2 separate regions of the Tachysurus vachellii genome follow, and region 1 is linked to region 2. Evidence: chromatin contacts called from public Hi-C data. All regions are on one chromosome and are shown on one strand. The core of a region is the stretch at or near the end of the contact, and the rest is flanking DNA. Distances in the headings are between cores, read along the strand shown. Region 1 holds the start of tmem104 (transmembrane protein 104). Region 2 holds the start of grin2ca (glutamate receptor, ionotropic, N-methyl D-aspartate 2Ca).

What was found. A called contact is a pair of places that touch in the nucleus more often than the background predicts.
Region 1: a Hi-C map of muscle shows a contact between it and region 2, with 2.4 times the contacts expected there. The contact joins the promoter of tmem104 here to the promoter of grin2ca in region 2. A contact is called at or near these places in 2 of 3 Hi-C or Micro-C datasets (blood and muscle).

What each region holds. Positions count from the first base shown.
Region 1 is chr18:10,640,840-10,645,305 of HZAU_Pvac_v1, forward strand. tmem104 (transmembrane protein 104) reads right to left here and starts at 2,002. Exons shown (of 10, transcript XM_060892546.1): 1 at 1,638-2,002; 2 at 1,319-1,399. The coding sequence starts at 1,363. It overlaps tnpo2a (transportin 2a), which reads right to left. Exons shown (of 25, transcript XM_060892047.1): 25 at 4,118-4,466.
Region 2 is chr18:10,506,214-10,510,812 of HZAU_Pvac_v1, forward strand. It overlaps grin2ca (glutamate receptor, ionotropic, N-methyl D-aspartate 2Ca), which reads left to right and starts at 2,851. Exons shown (of 13, transcript XM_060892386.1): 1 at 2,851-2,943.

The DNA of each region.
Region 1 (4,466 bases), core at 752-3,251, 130 kb after region 2:
TAGCAAAGCCTCTTTTTTTTTTTGCAACGTATGCAGCTACTGTTTTGTCATTTGTGCAACAACATGCAACCCTTAGCACTTCTGCTTTCCTAGTTGATGAATAACTAACTTGAGTAAGTGGTTGAAATCACATGCTTCACCTGATACTTTTGCTCAGACAGGCACGAGATCCAACTGAACTCAGGCTTTAAAAGTGTGATGAAGTAAGTCTAAACAAATGACTTCAGGAAACATTTAGTGTTCCCTGGCTTCAGAAAAGCCTTTCTGTTCCCATATCATGGGTCTCTATATCATGTCTGACCTTGTGCTCTGACCCCATGCAAATAAAAATTCTTCACTTTAAAGCAAATGTGACAAATGACAGCTTCCTCTTCAAAATTTGAAGTTAACTTAAAAGACCATTTACATACGATGTTTTGTTAAATGACATTGGCTTCAGATAAAAACTGGTCAAGCAAACTGATCATTTAGTGCTGATGCAGACTTCTTGGGTTCAAAACAGAAATAAGACACAGAATGAAAAATGTACTGTGGCATCATTTCCAGTGAACACCGCTGTCAGAGATTTTTCAGATTTTCTGTGAGTGTTGTGTGCATGAAGTGTCCAACATTCCATGCTTTATTTTTTATAAAGCTTTATAAAAGCTTTATATTCCATGCTTTACTTCTTGTCAGACTTTCCAGCACGAATACACTATTTAAACACTATTTACATAATGGTGTAGAATAGTGCGCAAGTATTCAATTTTGGATGCGCCCAGTGCCACCCAGTTTAATTTAAGGAAAATAAAAAATAAAATAAACAAATGCTTCTCAGATACTTTGAGATTACCTAAACTTCAAATTGTTGCTCTTACTTATTTCAGTGCCTCATTGACCGTCAGGATGCAAGTGAAGCGTAAATATATAATTGAGTGACAAGAACACCCATAATTACAACCTGCTAGACATTTTCTCCTGTGTTCATTTTTATTGCTGACCAGATGCTAGAATTTTTACATTTGATATTTCCCTGAAAATCTTTATTTTCTTTACTATCCCTAATGAAAGGATTAATACAGAGGAAATCCATAAAAATGTTGATTACTGATGTATTGTTAGATATAATAAACATTATAAAATTATTTGTATAAAAGTGCATTATTTATTTCCTCGATTAGACCAAAAAGAAGTGATAAATGTATTATTATTATTTTTATTATTATTTTCACCATTTCCATGTTTTGCCTTAATGACGCACTACAGGCAACACAATCAATCAACAGAAAACCTTTTTTTAAATGAACAATATCACTTTTTCACCATTTTAAACACTCACAAAAGGGGAGTACAGCTCTCCAGTCTCTGTAATACCACCAGCCATGTTGTCAAACAGTACAAAACACTTCACACAGGATTCCTGCAGGAAGATTAATATTAGTTAGTAAACTAGCAAATTTGTAAACATTGTCCACACCGATCAAGTAAATTAAGCTGTACGTTAAACAAAAACACTTTCGAAACAAATTAAACCGTTTTAACCGTCCTGTTGAAGACCGTCTAGTTAACTTCCAATTCGTTTGATTTGATATACTAGCATTATATATTATATATTATATACAATTAGCATTTAACTTTAATTTAACACAAACACTTACCCGGTGCTTCCTGACTGCTGTGTGTACAATTCGGTTAAAAGCAACTGGCTAGTCATGGGTTAGCATTGTAGCTAACAAGGTACAATAATATATCTAAAATATATTGAGTAGCCTTCGTGAGATGGGTCCACACTATCAATTAACAACCTTACAACCCCATGATAGACGAAGACGTAATAAAAAGAGCTGTATAGAGTCGGCCATGTTTCACGCAGCTCTCAGGAGACGTTTAAGTAGAAGCTTAGAGCGTTCAGGCTGTCCGTGACTGCGCATGCGCAAACAATCTAAACACAGGCCGAGTGAGTTAACACGCTATGATAATAAATGTAATTATGTTACAACATAAAAAAAATACAGTAGAATTTCCAATACAGACGGGTCGCAAATTAAATGGAAAAATAAATAAATAAAAAATAGTGGCTCTGTATCTCTGTATCTGTAGGACATTTTGCTCTCATGGTTTGAGTGCCATGTCAGTTATCCTGATGGGCGTGGTCTATTCCAGGGAAACCACGCCCCCATCCACGTGTTACTAGAGCGCGCTTAAACACGTGCATCACATGCGCAGTGTTGTAATGTAACGGAGTAAAAATACTGCGTTACTGTACTTAAGTAGAAATTTCACGTATCTGTACTTTACTTCACTATTTAAATTTATGTCAACTTTCACTTTTACTTCCACTACATTTCCTAGATAAAATGTATACTTTTACTCCGCTATATTTCCACTAAGCATCATCGTTACTCTTTACTACAAAATAAAATCAGAAGAAATGTGTGCGACTGTAATAAGGGAGGTTTTGGCGAATCACTGCTCCTAGATTGCATTACGCTCCGCACGCTCTACGGAGAAGCACAGGCACGCGCAGCGTGCACGCGCAGTCAGAGCTGGAGGCGTTTATCTATAACGTTAATCGGCTGAAAGCCGCAAATACGGCAACCAAAAGCAGTGAAATTTCACTATTCTTATTACCAGAGTTGATAGCACAAAAAATATTAATGCAAACAATCCATTCAATACTAAATAAAAATAACATTTATTGATTTGGTATTTGTCTTGTGAATATTTTTATATTAATGACACACTGGATTGACACTGGCATTCACACTGGATTGGACACACTGTTTGTAGAGAATGCACACATACATGAACTGATCTGATTCAACACTGGCATCATTACATCATGCATAAAATTTTGGTGTCCACTTTTGTCATTTTAAATAATACCATAACTTTTGGATTACTATGTAGTCATATAATATATAATATAAAACTCTTGTTGTAAATTCTCATTGAAGGCTAAAACCCCTAAAGATGAAATCCTAGAACTGCCCCTGCTCTTATGCCTACCGAAAATCACTGAAATTTTACTTTTTACTTTTACTTCAAATACTTAAGTACATTAAATATCGTAAAATTGCTTTTGATACTTAAGTACAGTATATATCAGATACTTTAAGACTTTTACTTGAGTAATATTCTAAAAGGTAACTTTCACTTCTACCAAGTCTTTTTCTAGTACGATACTTGTACTTTTACTCAAGTATTGCTTTCTAATACTTTATACAACACTGCACATGCGATAGTCTTCACAGGAATTAGACAGCAACACATATGAAATTTTTTGAAGCCACGTGTGAAACAGCTCTGTTCATCAAAACAAAACTTTTGTTCTCCTTGATATTCTGTTCGGTTTTGCTGAGTGTGTCCATGATGGACTCTCTCTACTTAGCTTAGAGGAGTGCAACTGAAGTGTGGTTTTGTTTTATTTTTTTCTGCATTATTCTACACTAGACACTGTTGTGTGTGTGTGTGAAATTCCCTTTTGATCTGCAGTTAAATACTCAACCAGCACATTGGCACCAACAAACATGCAACAGTTCAAATCACAGAGAAGACCGGTTTACCCTATTCTGATGGTTGGTGTGAACAAAGACTGAAGTGCTTGACCTGTATCTGCATTATATTATGGACTGAATTACTGCCAAATGATTGGCTGATTTAGTTTACTGCAGTTGAGCAGGTGTTCCTAATAAAACACCAAGCAAGTACATTATAGAATTTTCTAAAGAAAAAACAACAAAATTGGACATGAATTCAACAAATAGCACACAAATCACTGCTGCCCCCAAATTGGGTCATAATTAAGTACTTTAATGATCATTTATTGATTATAAATGATCTCAAGACAAATAGGATATGAACGTTAAAAATTACAGATGTAATGTGGCAGAATTAAAAAAAAATATAAATAAATAATAAAAAAAAGGGGTTGTGTTAAATTTTGTAGGACTTTAATGCACTTTTTTTTTAGGTTTCAGAAAAAGTCCATATGCACTTTCATCAAATGGATTATGTTCTCATAGTGAAACATTTCAAACATCCTAAACCTAAATTTCCAAGTCAGACATCACAACAGTCTAATTTCAACATGCACATGTTAAACATTTGTTGTACCAACTGAAATGAGACAGTACACTTGTTACCCCATTGGTAGAAAAGAATTTATTTCCAGGTTTCACAGAATTAAAACAGAAAGGTGATGAGAGATAAACGAGTTTGCACCACGGTGTGGAAGAGGAAAAAAAACAAAAACAAAACCACTACAGTCAGCAGATTTTTTTTCCCTAAGTACACAGTACAGGCTCAAATGCATTCCCCTCCTTCCATATTAATTGCTTGTTGGAAACTGTTGATAAAAAAAATAATGCTCATTAGAACTGGTTGATAAACAACAAACAAAATTCTTTAAACAAAAGAAAATAATTAAAAAAACTTTTAAAGTCCAAATAAATCTTTGTGCTTATAAAACACAAAATATAATCAAA
Region 2 (4,599 bases), core at 1,601-4,100:
TTAGGTTTCTGTACCTGGGTGACCGTTAAATTTTTTGTCAACATAAGAAGCTCAGGAGCAGTAGATCTACTTCATTTCCTTCTGCTTTCAGAGTAATATGGCTGAAAAATATTTTTCATAAGTACCATCTTCAAGTGTGAGAATATGTGTGAGGTGAAGACTATTTATGTGAGCATGTGTCATTGTGTGAAGAAGAGAAAACGGGTTCGTGAGCAATTGTTCATGCTTGCGTGTTTCTCTCTGTGTCTGTGTGTGTGTGTGTGTGTGTGTGGGAAGCAGAGGGTTGAAATCATTTGCAGGTCCCTCAGGTTTTTAATACATCTACCCTGTAATGGGAGGACGGAGCAAAGTTCTGTGTTACTGTACATAAGATCAGCACTTAACGCATTTCATTAGTAAACTACATTAAAGTGTACATTAAAGAGTGTCTTTCTTCTATATGATAAGATGAGGTGAGATGTGGTGAAAATGTTAAAGTAACCTTTGCCTTTGGCATCTTTTCTGGTATAGAAGACAGCATCAGTACTACTTATAAGAACACCCAGCTTAATATAGTAACCTATCACACTAAAAGCAAGAGCTTCCTTTGCCTGCACATCAGTAACACATCCTTAAAGAAGTCAAACCTGTAATAAAGCTAAACAGAAAGGCTGTCACGAGTTCTCACCAGCCGTTTGTACTGACATCATACCACTTTCACAGCTGAGGAGTCAAAACCCAGCACACAAATATTCAAATATTCAGCTCACAAAAATGAGAGAAGGGAACAGAAAACAGATAAGGGTTCAATTAACCTGCCCAGTGACAGTCCTCAGAACAGTTTATTCTAAAATGCTTCTCGGAGGTGTGGTTTTTTGTGCAGAACTAAAAAAGGTCTAAAAGTATTTCCAGCTCGGAAATAACATGAAAAGCAGCCTGGCTGACAGCAATTATGAGCGTAAAAGAAATTCAAAGTTATAAGTCATCATAAGTTAATACAGGATACATAACATGTTTTTTTATGACTGCAGATTCTCATTTGTGCCAAAATATGATTTACACACAACTCAATTAAAAGCACCAAGACTTCCCTGACAATAAAATGCTAGCTCATTTCTCCATCTGGTGCTTGTCTTAAACAACATCTAGGTGATGAATCTAAATAACAACCTTGTGATTTTAAGCTCCTGTCACATGAAAAATCTTGGCCATGGATGATATACGTTTGCCAAAGGCTTGATATTTATAGCGCTTCCCAAAAAAGTAAATTGTTCTTTTGCTTTGTGTCATTACTCCAGCCTGTTTTTTTCCATAGCCCAAATCTCTGACATGTAATCAATAGCTGTAAGCATTTTCACTTGCTGCATGTATTACTCTCTGCTCAAATTTAGCCATGTGAGAAGCATCCTATCCTAAGGATGAAGAGAATCAGTTACGGTGTGTATGGGATAAGTATGGGAAGCTTGTTGAATTCAATTAGTCATGTTAATTGATATGTCACAATCATTCACACTGTTTTTTTTTTTTTTTTTTACATTCATTCATCATAATGATTTAAGCATTGAGTATGTGTGTGTGTTTGAGAGAAAGAGAGAGGGAGCGAGATAGAGAGAGAGCGAGAGAGAGACACAGAGAGAGAGAGTACTAATCCATATCTTACAGCATCATCTCTTGGACCTGTTGATGACTTGCATCTCTCAAGGGTGAATGAATGAAGGAGGAGAGAAAGCAGATATCCTGATAGAATGACAGATAACCAAAAAAGTGTGTGAGAGCTTGAGAAATTTAAGAACCACAGTGTGGGACTTAGCGAGGGAGGGAGACGCGGTAGGAGAAGAGAGAGGAGGATAAGTGAGAGAGAAACAGAGCAGGATGGAATGGGGTGAGGTAGGGTGGGGTGGGGTGGAGGGGACATGCAGGATAAATCCTTACGACATAATGATTACGGCTCACAAGCCCTTGCTCTGACACCGAGCGGACGAGGGTGCGGGATTACAACCGGACACAGTAATCCGTGGGCCAAGACACCACTCACCACTGCAAGGACAAACAAACAGCAGTTTAGTAGATGCTCAAGTGACCTCTAACCTACACAATTATCCAGGTAGAGAGACAAAAAAAGAGGAGAAAAGGAAAGAGGAAAGAAGGAAAGAGGAAAGCTCACTACAGCTTAGAAGTTACAACCTGCAACAAGAACACAAATGGTTGCAGCCCTGCCCGCTGGTCCGTGCCATCTGTCTGCCAGCCTCCATACCTCGTCTGCATCTGGAGTAATTTCAGCTTGTCCTTAATGACAAGAACACAGTGGACCCTCGGCTGGAGAACAGGTAGTCGAGGTTCAGGATCTTCCAGAAACACTTCAGGGATCTTTTCTGGGGCGTGCCTGAGGGACTACACATGAGCTCCGTTTTCCTTCTGAAGAATTTTAGTTTTTTCTCTCTATATATTGGACCGTTCTTGCACCTCTGTGGACTTCACATGGAGCCAGATGGAAGGTGAGAACATCCTTTGACATTAACACATGACATGCATTTTATTATTAGGATCCTTATCACAGCTGATATAAATATACATGCTCACTCCTTGTAGTAATCAACCGTCTAGACATCTCTCTATATACGTATTCATTTACTCTACCTTTTCCTTGCTCTCCCTCTGCTCCGTTCCTCTATCCCTCCCCTCCCTCCTATCCCTCCCCTCCCTCATCATCCCACCCTCCCCTCACAGAACAAGATGATGTGACCTTCTGCCAAACTGCTCGAAACCATGCCACCGACACAGCACGCTGCTCCATCCACTCTGAAATAGACTCAAACAAGTGCGGGAAGCAGAGAGTGAGCTGTACAGAGGGACAGAGTGAGGCGTGAGAGTGAGAAAAAAAGAAAAAAAAGAAACGGGACATTGGAGTCACAGAGGAGGAATGTGTTGTCAGGAGCCTGGGCTGGATGCGGTTTGTCATTGCAGGTAACTGATCACTTTTCATGCTGCTGGGGTGTGTGAAGTGAATAGTTAACTAATGCCAGGGTGTGTGTGAGTGATTGTAATGCGCGCAAAGCTGTCATGTATATTTTTAGATGCTGTATTCTGTGTTGTGTGAAATCAGTGTGTGACAAGGTCCATGCATTCAGGTGTGTGTACACGTGCGTGAAAAGTGTCCTGCTGTATTTGTTAAACAGGTGCTATGCTTGGTGAGGGAGTTCATCCACAGGTAGGACACTTGCTGGGACTGTAAAGGGTTTCCTTTATTTGTCTTTATCTCTCAAAGGTGTAACAAAATATGGCCTGATTTAATATCTATATTTATGTAGTGTTGTGTAGCCGAAAAGAGACGGTTTGTCCTTGCACACCTGCTGCAATAAAGTAAAAGGAGATGTAATGAGACTAAAAGTGAGCCGAGTGCCGTAGACATCGAAGCACTGACAAGCTGCAGTAATTACCGCTGGTCCACTTATTAGACAGGCGGGAATGTATCCCGATGCGTTTAGGATGTGGCCCTTTGTGAATGTTATAGCAGACTTTACCTAAGGGGGATGTGCACCAAGGGTGAAAGCATTTTATTGGCTTTTAATAAGAACAAGATATATGACTGGGGATGAGGCAGAGGGGAAAAAAAAGAGACTGATAGAATGAGGGGGAGGAACAACACTTGGCTGAGGAAGACAGCAAGAAAAACATATGAACAAATGGCTTTACTAACATTCTGGAAATTTAAGGATGTTGTACCACACTACTGAACTAAGAGGCTCATGATATTGGAATTATAACACTCGCTCTAACCTTATACAAATAATGAGCTAATCCTTTATATGATAGATTAATGACAGAAAAATGGTCAGAATTTTGACAAAATCTTCTAAAACAAACGTATCAAAGTTAAAAAGTTGCATCTGGTATGACCTTGGCTCATGATTTTCACTAAATTATAACTCACCATATTTTATACGGTTAAAAATTCAAGGTTTATTTTTGCTAGGCATGGAAATGAGCCAAGGTCATATGAATGACAGAGCAGGAAAAGTTTCAAGAAAATTTCTCCATGAGGCTGATGAAAAAAACCAAAACCTTTTCATACTTACTCACCTACCATAAAGTCTCACTTCCTTGCTTATTATTCACTCAAAATCAGAATGTATTTGATGTAAGTGATTTTGCACTCATTTATCTTCATAAAGTATATATTTTCTGATATCCCAAGCCCTGTGAATGCTTTACAAAGTGTGATGGAGCAGTAAAGTGGCAAGTACAGCTCACAAAAGCATCAAGTCAGAAAATTGTATACGGTTTTCTTCATATTGTATGGCTCAGCAGCACTGCAACACTATTAACGGTTAAAGCATAAGGCCGCGCTCTTCGTTATAGATGATATTGTAAAGTACACACTAAATCAGTAAGGTGTTCAGGTGGAAAGCAATCTGATAAACTGGTTGTGGAAGGGAGTGTGTGGAGTGAATGTGACAGTAAAGCGGTCTAAATGAAGACTACAGCCTTCTTGAGTGTGCTGAGCGTCAGCAAAGAGTTAAAAGTAGAGGCTTGACCATCCCAGTGTGTGTGGATGGAACAGATGCATTGAGCCCAGGGTATGCTGGCTCTACATGGCAAATAATGGTGCACCACTCACCA